Linked DNA regions of Mus musculus: region 2 is linked to region 1. Evidence: chromatin contacts called from public HiChIP or PLAC-seq data. All regions are on one chromosome and are shown on one strand. The core of a region is the stretch at or near the end of the contact, and the rest is flanking DNA. Distances in the headings are between cores, read along the strand shown. Region 1 overlaps Nkain2 (Na+/K+ transporting ATPase interacting 2). Region 2 holds the start of Trdn (triadin).

Region 1 (3,996 bases), core at 911-3,410:
TAAATTGAAAATTTATTGATATATATATATATATATATATATATATATATATATGATTGGTTAATTATAAGCTTTAAGAGTTTTGATTCTCCCAGGTAAATGGGGGCTGTGATAGTTGACTATGAGGTGGATGGTCATTGTGCGGTCTGGCAGCAGAGATCCACCAAGTGACTTGGAAGCTCCAGCACAGAGATGGTCAAGTAGAGAGCATCCTGCCAGAGCCATGTTGTTTGCTGGTTGCTGGTAGCAGCCCAGGAAGCCTGCTGGTCTTTTGAAAATATTCCCCATGACAGGTATCCTTTAAGATAAATTGGCCATAATACACGCTATCATTTAATGTCAAGTGTTTCTTAGACTTAACACATAATGTGAAACACAGTGAGTGATATAAAGACGCCACCTTTTTTTTTTTTTTAATTTGTAAACTCTAAATTTTTAACAACCATTTTTAACCGTATACTGTCCAGAGTTTCTCACAAGGGAAGGTCTGATTTCTTTACTTCCTTTTAATTTGCATCAATTATTAACTATTATAAGCACATGTGTCCCAGTCATTATTAATTTCTCTCTACTTCTTTCTGTTTTGGTTTCTACTTAGGGTGCAATCAGCTACAAGAAAGTTAGTGTTTCTTAGAACAACAATAAAAAAACACATCAGAAATAGAGTCTCCCAGGCATTTTTCTCAACAGCAGTGATTAAAATCATGAGACTACAGAGGCAGTTGACTCTAACAAACCTTGAGAGCCACTAGAGAAGTCAATCACTACAGAATAATGGGTCAGTAATACCATTGTGAAATATGAATAAATAACACATTCCATGAGTTCTCAAATACAAATTTAAAACCTCAGTTGTGGGAAGGCTTTCCTACAGAAGCATACTCTAGAATACATTTAGAAAATACATTTATAACGGCTCTGCCTACAGAGAAGTATATGTAATTAAACTAGAAAATATGTTCCACTCCAATAATGTTACTATTAGAAATTCTGGACCAGCCATTAGAATATGAAAAGCAGCAGTTAGACTCATTTTTGTAGGAGGGCTATACATTTGGTCTCATCATCTCTGTTACTATGACAACCTGCCAGCCTTCATGACCCCACTGAATTGCCAACAATGTCTCAGAATAGTCTGTTAATAATTCAAAGGCCTTTCTTTCCTTTGGTCAGATGTTGTTCTCTTAGTGAGCACAGAGGTTACTTATCAGCAATCTGCTCATCAGTTCCTCCCTTTCCATGCTCCAGTTATGTTTTAACCTTTGTTAACCAATTCTTAGAATTTTCTGATTTGGATACTTCTTAAAAGAGCACATTTTTATAATGGTGAGATACAGTTGAAGTCCAAGAGCTCTAAGCAGTCACTTAAAGCAATCTACTAAACTACTTAAATATTCGTTTAGTTTTTTTTTTAAAGTCCCTAAATATGGTAACTGATAAGAGGTGAGCAAAATTATAGAAATACAGATAATAGGTATTTATATTTTAATAATCATTCAAGATAGTTTAAGGCTTCAGTGAAGCACATTTAACTCTACATAAAGGATACAGACTATTTTACAGAGTTGAGTTGCATGTTCTGCAATATATGTATTACATGAAAATCTTAATTTCTACTACTTAGCTAGCAAAGAAGCATATATATGTAATATCTCCTTAATAAGCCTTTCTCATGAATAAAGGTGAGAGTTCTATGGGATGCAGGAGTATGTATATCACTGCTAGACTGCACACAGTTGCTGCATAAAATGTTTAGTTTAGATACCTTTGATTCCTTTGAAGTGTTTTTGAACTTGTTTTTCATAAAAATAAAGCAACCTTGTCTCCATGAATGTAAAAAAAAAAAAATTCTTCTCAATTAATAGAACCAGATAACAAGGTTTTCCTGTATTCTTGTGTCTAATTGTTTCAGTAATTTTTGATACTTTTATTTTATCTTTTATTTTGATAATTTTATTTTATATTATATATATTTTTTGTGTGCATCATTTGCCTTTGCATTCTTTGTACCATTACTAACACAGAGATACCTGCTCGCTTTTCTTTGACTCAGCATTTTATAAGACAGGCAGGAAAGCCAACAATAAGTAAAGTACTTTGCATCACTGTGAGCCTGTGGGCCCGGGGCTGCTAACCAATGCTACTTCACTGATTTCTTTTCCTAAAGAGGAAAGTCACAGGTAAATTATCATATGTAAAAATCCTGCAAGAGCCAAAACCCACATCCTGAAATAAAGCAATGCGGTACTATTGATCTGTAAACTTCTGCATTTTAAATAATAACAGAACAGTACAAGACCAGTCAGATGTAAATTTCAGGGGAAAATCCTGCCTCTAAATGTTCTATTTTAAGTATCTGTCTTTTAAAGAGGAAAATTACCAGGTTAAAATGTATTCTTTTCTTTCTTTTCTTTTTTTTTATATTTTTTATTAGGTATTTTCCTCATTTACATTTCCAATGCTATCCCAAAAGTCCCCCATACCCTCCTGCTCCCCCCACCTTCCCACTCCCCCTTTTTGGCCCTGGCATTCCCCTGTACTGGGGCATATAAAGTTTACGTGTCCAATGGGCCTCTCTTTCCATTGATGGCCAACTAGGCCATCTTTTGATACATATGCAGCTAGAGTCAAGAGATCCGGGGTACTGGTTAGTTCATATTGTTGTTCCACCTATAGGGTTGCAGATCCCTTTAGCTCCTTGGGTACTTTCTCTAGCTCCTCCATTGGGAGCCCTGTGATCCATCCAATAGCTGACCATGAGCAACCACTTCTGTGTTTGCTAGGCCCTGGCATAGTCTCACAAGAGACAGCTACATTCTTTTAGGCCAAGAAGTTTGGATGGCCTGGGAATGGGAAGGGGCTGATCTTACTTATGTAACTGGGTTTTGTTTGTTTGTGTTTTTTTATATACACACCTGCATATGTGATGTAATGTCAGAATTTTTCTAGAGTTCGAGGGATATTTACTGTGACAATACTTTATCCTAAGACATACCTAAGTTTCTTCTTGCATATCTCAGATTATCAACACTTACTGGATGTATTAACTGTATCAAGAAGTAGTAATTATGTCAAACTCTTCATTTCAGCTATAGAGAGAAGAGGGGAGGAGTAAAAGGGTGCTAATGACTTGGACAAAGGAACTATACCAACAAAGGACCTTGGTATAAAACTAAAAGTTACTTCCCCCTATTTTAGATCTTCTACATAAAAAGCTATGAAACACTCTAGCCTAGAAGTAGGTTATAATTTAAGATTACTTGAACAATGCAATTAAAACTATGTATTCTGTAGAAATAACTGAGTTGAAATTTGAATTTCCTTCTTTTCTCCATTTATTTGACTGTTGTCTAAAGGGAATGTATATCCTTTAAAAAGTACATTATGATCTAAAACATGCCTTCCTTAAAATTGGTACTTTAGGTTCAAAATAGTAAATGAGACTAAATATACAGCATATCAATTTATACTTATATATGTATATCTCAGATAATTTATCAGGTATTAATTTTGCTTATTTTCCTCTACTTAATTTTATTTTAAACATGTATACTACAGTATGTGAAGACCTATATAGTACTGACTTACCAGTGTTTAGCAGATATGCTGACCTATAATTTACTGTCCAGATATGTTAATTTTTATAGCACCTTTTTTTGAAGCCATTCAATAATTGTAAAACCCAAGAGACCTTGGTGTATAAACTACATCCAGTAAGCTTTCTAACAGGAGACATAACAAGTTTGATGCAATGTACATGTTAATATTTGACCTTCCCAAGTGAGAAAAATACAGTGTAGAGATGAAAACAAAAATGACAAAGCTAAATTTCAAAAAATGAGAATCTATTTTCTCATGTATATATCTGAACATTTAAAATCTTGTTTATTTTGTCATGAAAATGTTAAGTTCAGGACACCTTGAGTTCATTGAGAAATAAACCATTCTTCCTTTTTCAAACAAGGTATTGCTGTTTCCCTGTTTTACACTGCATAA
Region 2 (3,996 bases), core at 480-2,979, 440 kb after region 1:
GCTGAGGAATTAGCTATTGAGATTACACCATGTGGCAGAAAGAGAGAGGGAAAAAGAGCTATCTGGGAACAGGTGGTCTTTTGAGAGCCTGTCCATGGTGACATGCCTCCTCCCACAAGGCCACACATTCAAATACATCCCAAATAGTTCCATCAACTAGGAGCAAAGCATTCAAATACATAGCCTTTGGGAGCTATTGTTATCAAATAACCACAGGAGAGAACCACAGTGAGGTGAACTCTGCTTTCAGGGAACACTTCTAGATTAACCCAGTATTCCAAAGGCATCATTTTGCCTTTTGGATGGTCTTTATTTGCAGTGATTCCTTTAATTTGGAATCAGTACTGCCTGCAAGAGGACATTAGCTCTCAGGTAATGTATGAGCACTGTAATCAATGTTAATCATCTCAGTCCAGTCCCAGCTGCTAGTTGTGGGCTCTGTATAACATTAAGAGTCTACCTGGAATCTTTTCCTCCCGTCTGAACTAAGAGTTCTGACTTGTTTATTCAGCTGATTTCTATGCAATTTCTGTTGTGCCATGAAATTGAGGCAGCCAATGAAGACAGCTGGTGACATGTAGGATGTCATTGTCTATGCAAATAGCTGTCACATCATTCTTCTGAGCCTCATTTTAAAACAGAAGATAGAGCTGTGCTTTGTAAACTAAGAATTGCCTACAGATTCAAGAGATTCTGTCAGCCAATGGCAGTGAGTTAAGGCAAAGAGACAAAACTGCAAGCTTTTATTAAGTTGAATGTGAGATGAAAATAAAAGATAAGGAAAGCCAGCCCTTGATAATTCTCAGATTGGTTAAAGTTTATGATCATCAATGCCCTTTGATTCTCCTTCCCCTTCCAACCACCAACTACTGAATATTTCTCTTCTCATTAACACCTGTCTAGAAGTGGGAAGGTGAAATGCTAATCAGGCAATTTAGCTAATTGTTAGCTGCTGCTAGGATTTTTTTTTCTTCCTTTCTTTCAAGTTCGGAAAGGGAAATGGTGAAATCCATTTCTAAAATGTGAACAGTGGATTTCTAAACTTTATTTCACCTTCTCTTTCTTTCACTGCTGAAATGAATTCAGATATTTTGTTTTTAATAAGGTGTTGGAATAAAACCCTGAGACGGCATACTTCTCAGAGATTGATTTTTATTGTCACATTACATGCTTCTTATTGACTAATATTTAAAAATATTAATTTTTTACAACATGACTAGCTTAAAAGAATGGCCAGGAGTTACAAATTTCAGTTCTGAGTGTAGCCCTATATAAGTGCACTTGACTAGAGGATTTGGGACAACAACAAACCAACACAGAAAAATTACTAACAACTGCCCTCCCCTCTGCCTGTGGTAGACATTACATGATCCTCCCCTAGCCAAATAAGGGAGAGAGGAATGTTCTGAGTATTAGAGGCACTAAGAATAAATCTGAGCTATCTAGGGTAAGATTACTTTCAACTCTTTATTTTATGTTTTCTGACACCAATCCCCAATCTGTAATTATATCAGAGACACTGCGGGGGCTTAGACAGCACTTTCTAGATACTCTGGCTTTGTTTTCCTCTTTTATTTATTTGCTTTTATTTATTTACTTACTTATATTTGCCTGTATCTTTAGGGCTTGAGAGTTGGTGTGTGTGTGTGTGTGTGTGTGTGTGTTCCTCCAGAGTGCCAAAAAAAAAAAAAAAAGTGCTGAAGAGTCCAAGGCAGATGAGGCTATTTTTGTTTGAAGCTGATACTTTTAGCTGAGCCACAAGTACTGCTTGGAAAGGGCTTAGGTTGTTTCCAGGGGGAGAACTCTGCAGAGAAGAGGCAAAGTTCAACAAGACAACAAAAATCAGCCAGAAAATCCAGGAAAAGGAAGAGCCCTTGTCATACCCCTCTACCAGAGTTCTCTAATCCTACCTTATTCTGCAAAGTGCCACTTGACTGGAACTCTTCACCTGCTTGATTTCTGCACCCACCATGACTGAGATCACTGCTGAAGGTACTGTTGCCTGGGGACATTATGTAAATCAACAGCCTCAGGGACGCTATAGGCTTCAGCTGGCTTCTAGTTAATTAGTTCTGTGAGTCTACACAGGATCTGCAAAATGAAATTGGAAGCTGAGCGGTTGCCAGATTTGTGTGTTTGAGGGAGCAAGGGGAGATTTATCGGGAATTTTACGTGTGGAAAGTATTTTCTGCTATGCTAGAGGCCCCACTACCCTCTCCGTTATCACCTCACCTCTATAAATAGCTGAGGACATGGTGGCAAAAAATTTAAGACAAAAATTATAAGACATGTGAGGATGGAGATGGAAAAAAATCAGAATATTATGTGTGATGTGTCAGTTTAGAAATATGATCTGGAGCATCTTTTCTTTATAGTATTTAAAATTTGAATTCTTAAATGTCTTCTCTTTCCAGCTAGGGTGCACAGCTTGCTTATATGCATCGCAGATAGAAGTGCCCTGAAGAATCATAGTCATTTTACCATTGACAAATGCTCAAAGACAAAGTTAGAAATTTCAGAAAGTCAGAGAAGTCTAACTTTTAAAAATAAAGCATTTAACTCTTAGAAATCTAGTTATTTTGTAAACTCATTTCTTGTTTCTCTATAAGTAGTGTGTTTTATATTTATATTAACATATTTTCTATTTATACACTTATAATAAATCTACAAACACTCACACCCGTCTTACTAATGAAGTAATTCTTTAAAAATAATACAGTCTGGCTTTAGTTGAGGTAAAACTATGGAAGATACGCTTAACATTCTCTCTGACAGCAATAAGTACATAAGGCAGGTGGTACTTTTGACAGTTTCCAAGTTAAATGTCATTTTGTTTTTAACGAGACTGTAAAATAGAAATCTATTTGTTTTATCTTTTGTGTGGGTAGAAATCTATGTAAAGAAAATAATTTTCCCTGAAGATTTAGGCAATATCTGTGAGGAAAAAAAATGCCTTGCTTGTATTAGTTACAGAGATAGCCTGTCACCACAAATTAATAACAATATTACTGAGAGATTTCCATTTATTAGGTATTTTGTTTAGAAACTTATGCACATTTCGTTTGTGAGACCTCACACCATTCCACTAAGTAGCAATTTGATGTCTATTTCACACACAAAAAACCCTGTTACTCAGATATTCCATGACTTCCCATTACCAAATTGTAGTCAAGATTGGGTATCAGCTCCTTGAAGCCAGCCTGTGTTTTCTCTTTTCCATTAGAGGATATAAAATTTACTGTTTGCCAGTTTTAGTTCAGAATTTGCTAACTGAATGTAAATAATATTATAATTTTTTTTTCTATACTTTGGACATTCTGTGTCATGTCGCCCTTATGTTGGCCTTGAAAAGATCTGTCTATAAAAGTGTTCTGCTTATTCCTGTACAAGGTATTAAGAAACCTCTGGGCATTCCTGTCAGCCTGTGCTTGGAACCTAGGCTGCCACTAATTTCAGACATTGCTGGCCAATCGTGCTCCTTGATTACAGTGCATGTCCTACATGCATTTGCACTTGATCCATAGCACGTTTTATTAAAGGACTGTTGTTTTGAAATAGAATTATTTGTACCCATAGGGAGTTGAAGATGTTGTGAAGCCTCTGTGGTAGGGCCCATAAAACAGCAACTGAGAAAATCTGAGTTGACTACGTGAGCACAGCATATAATTTTCTGGATAATCATCATTTCCCATAGTCTGGTCTTCGGAGTAGGTAGGGTCTCTACCATGTGATCATGAGTGTTGTACTTATTCCTTCTTTGCAATGATCTGTTTATTTGTCAGGAGAAACTTAGATTGCCAGCTCAATGAATTTGTGTTATCTGTGGTTATTACCATAGTCAGTCTCCTCAGTTTTCCAAAGGATTTGACACTTTTTCTTTACCTTGTGATTCCCACTCTTTGTTTCTCATCTATAACAACCTTTCTTCATTCTTTCTTGTTTGCCTTTCATTAAAGAGATGTTTTGTAAAGGTCTTGTTTCTCATTGTTCTTTCAG

The links. HiChIP or PLAC-seq counts read pairs in DNA pulled down with a chosen protein or histone mark.
Region 2: an H3K27ac HiChIP or PLAC-seq map of embryonic stem cells shows a contact between it and region 1, with 5 read pairs. The contact joins the promoter of Trdn here to the enhancer-like site in region 1. A contact is called at or near these places in 5 of 39 promoter capture datasets (3T3-L1-derived adipocytes, embryonic stem cells, liver and 1 more), 1 of 115 datasets of contacts at active chromatin or transcription factors (embryonic stem cells) and 1 of 9 other capture datasets (liver).

Annotation. Positions count from the first base shown.
Region 1 is chr10:32,638,246-32,642,241 of GRCm38.p6, forward strand. All of the region lies in intron 1 of Nkain2 (Na+/K+ transporting ATPase interacting 2), which reads right to left. Among named protein-coding and RNA genes, the nearest start is that of Nkain2, 250 kb to the right of the region's middle. Within about 2 kb of position 2,161, at least 5 of the 459 cell types and tissues checked have an H3K27ac peak or open chromatin away from gene starts, as enhancers often do. A contact at or near this core is called in embryonic stem cells, where this site is marked.
Region 2 is chr10:33,081,754-33,085,749 of GRCm38.p6, forward strand. It overlaps Trdn (triadin), which reads left to right and starts at 1,730. Exons shown (of 38, transcript NM_029726.2): 1 at 1,730-1,992. The coding sequence starts at 1,971.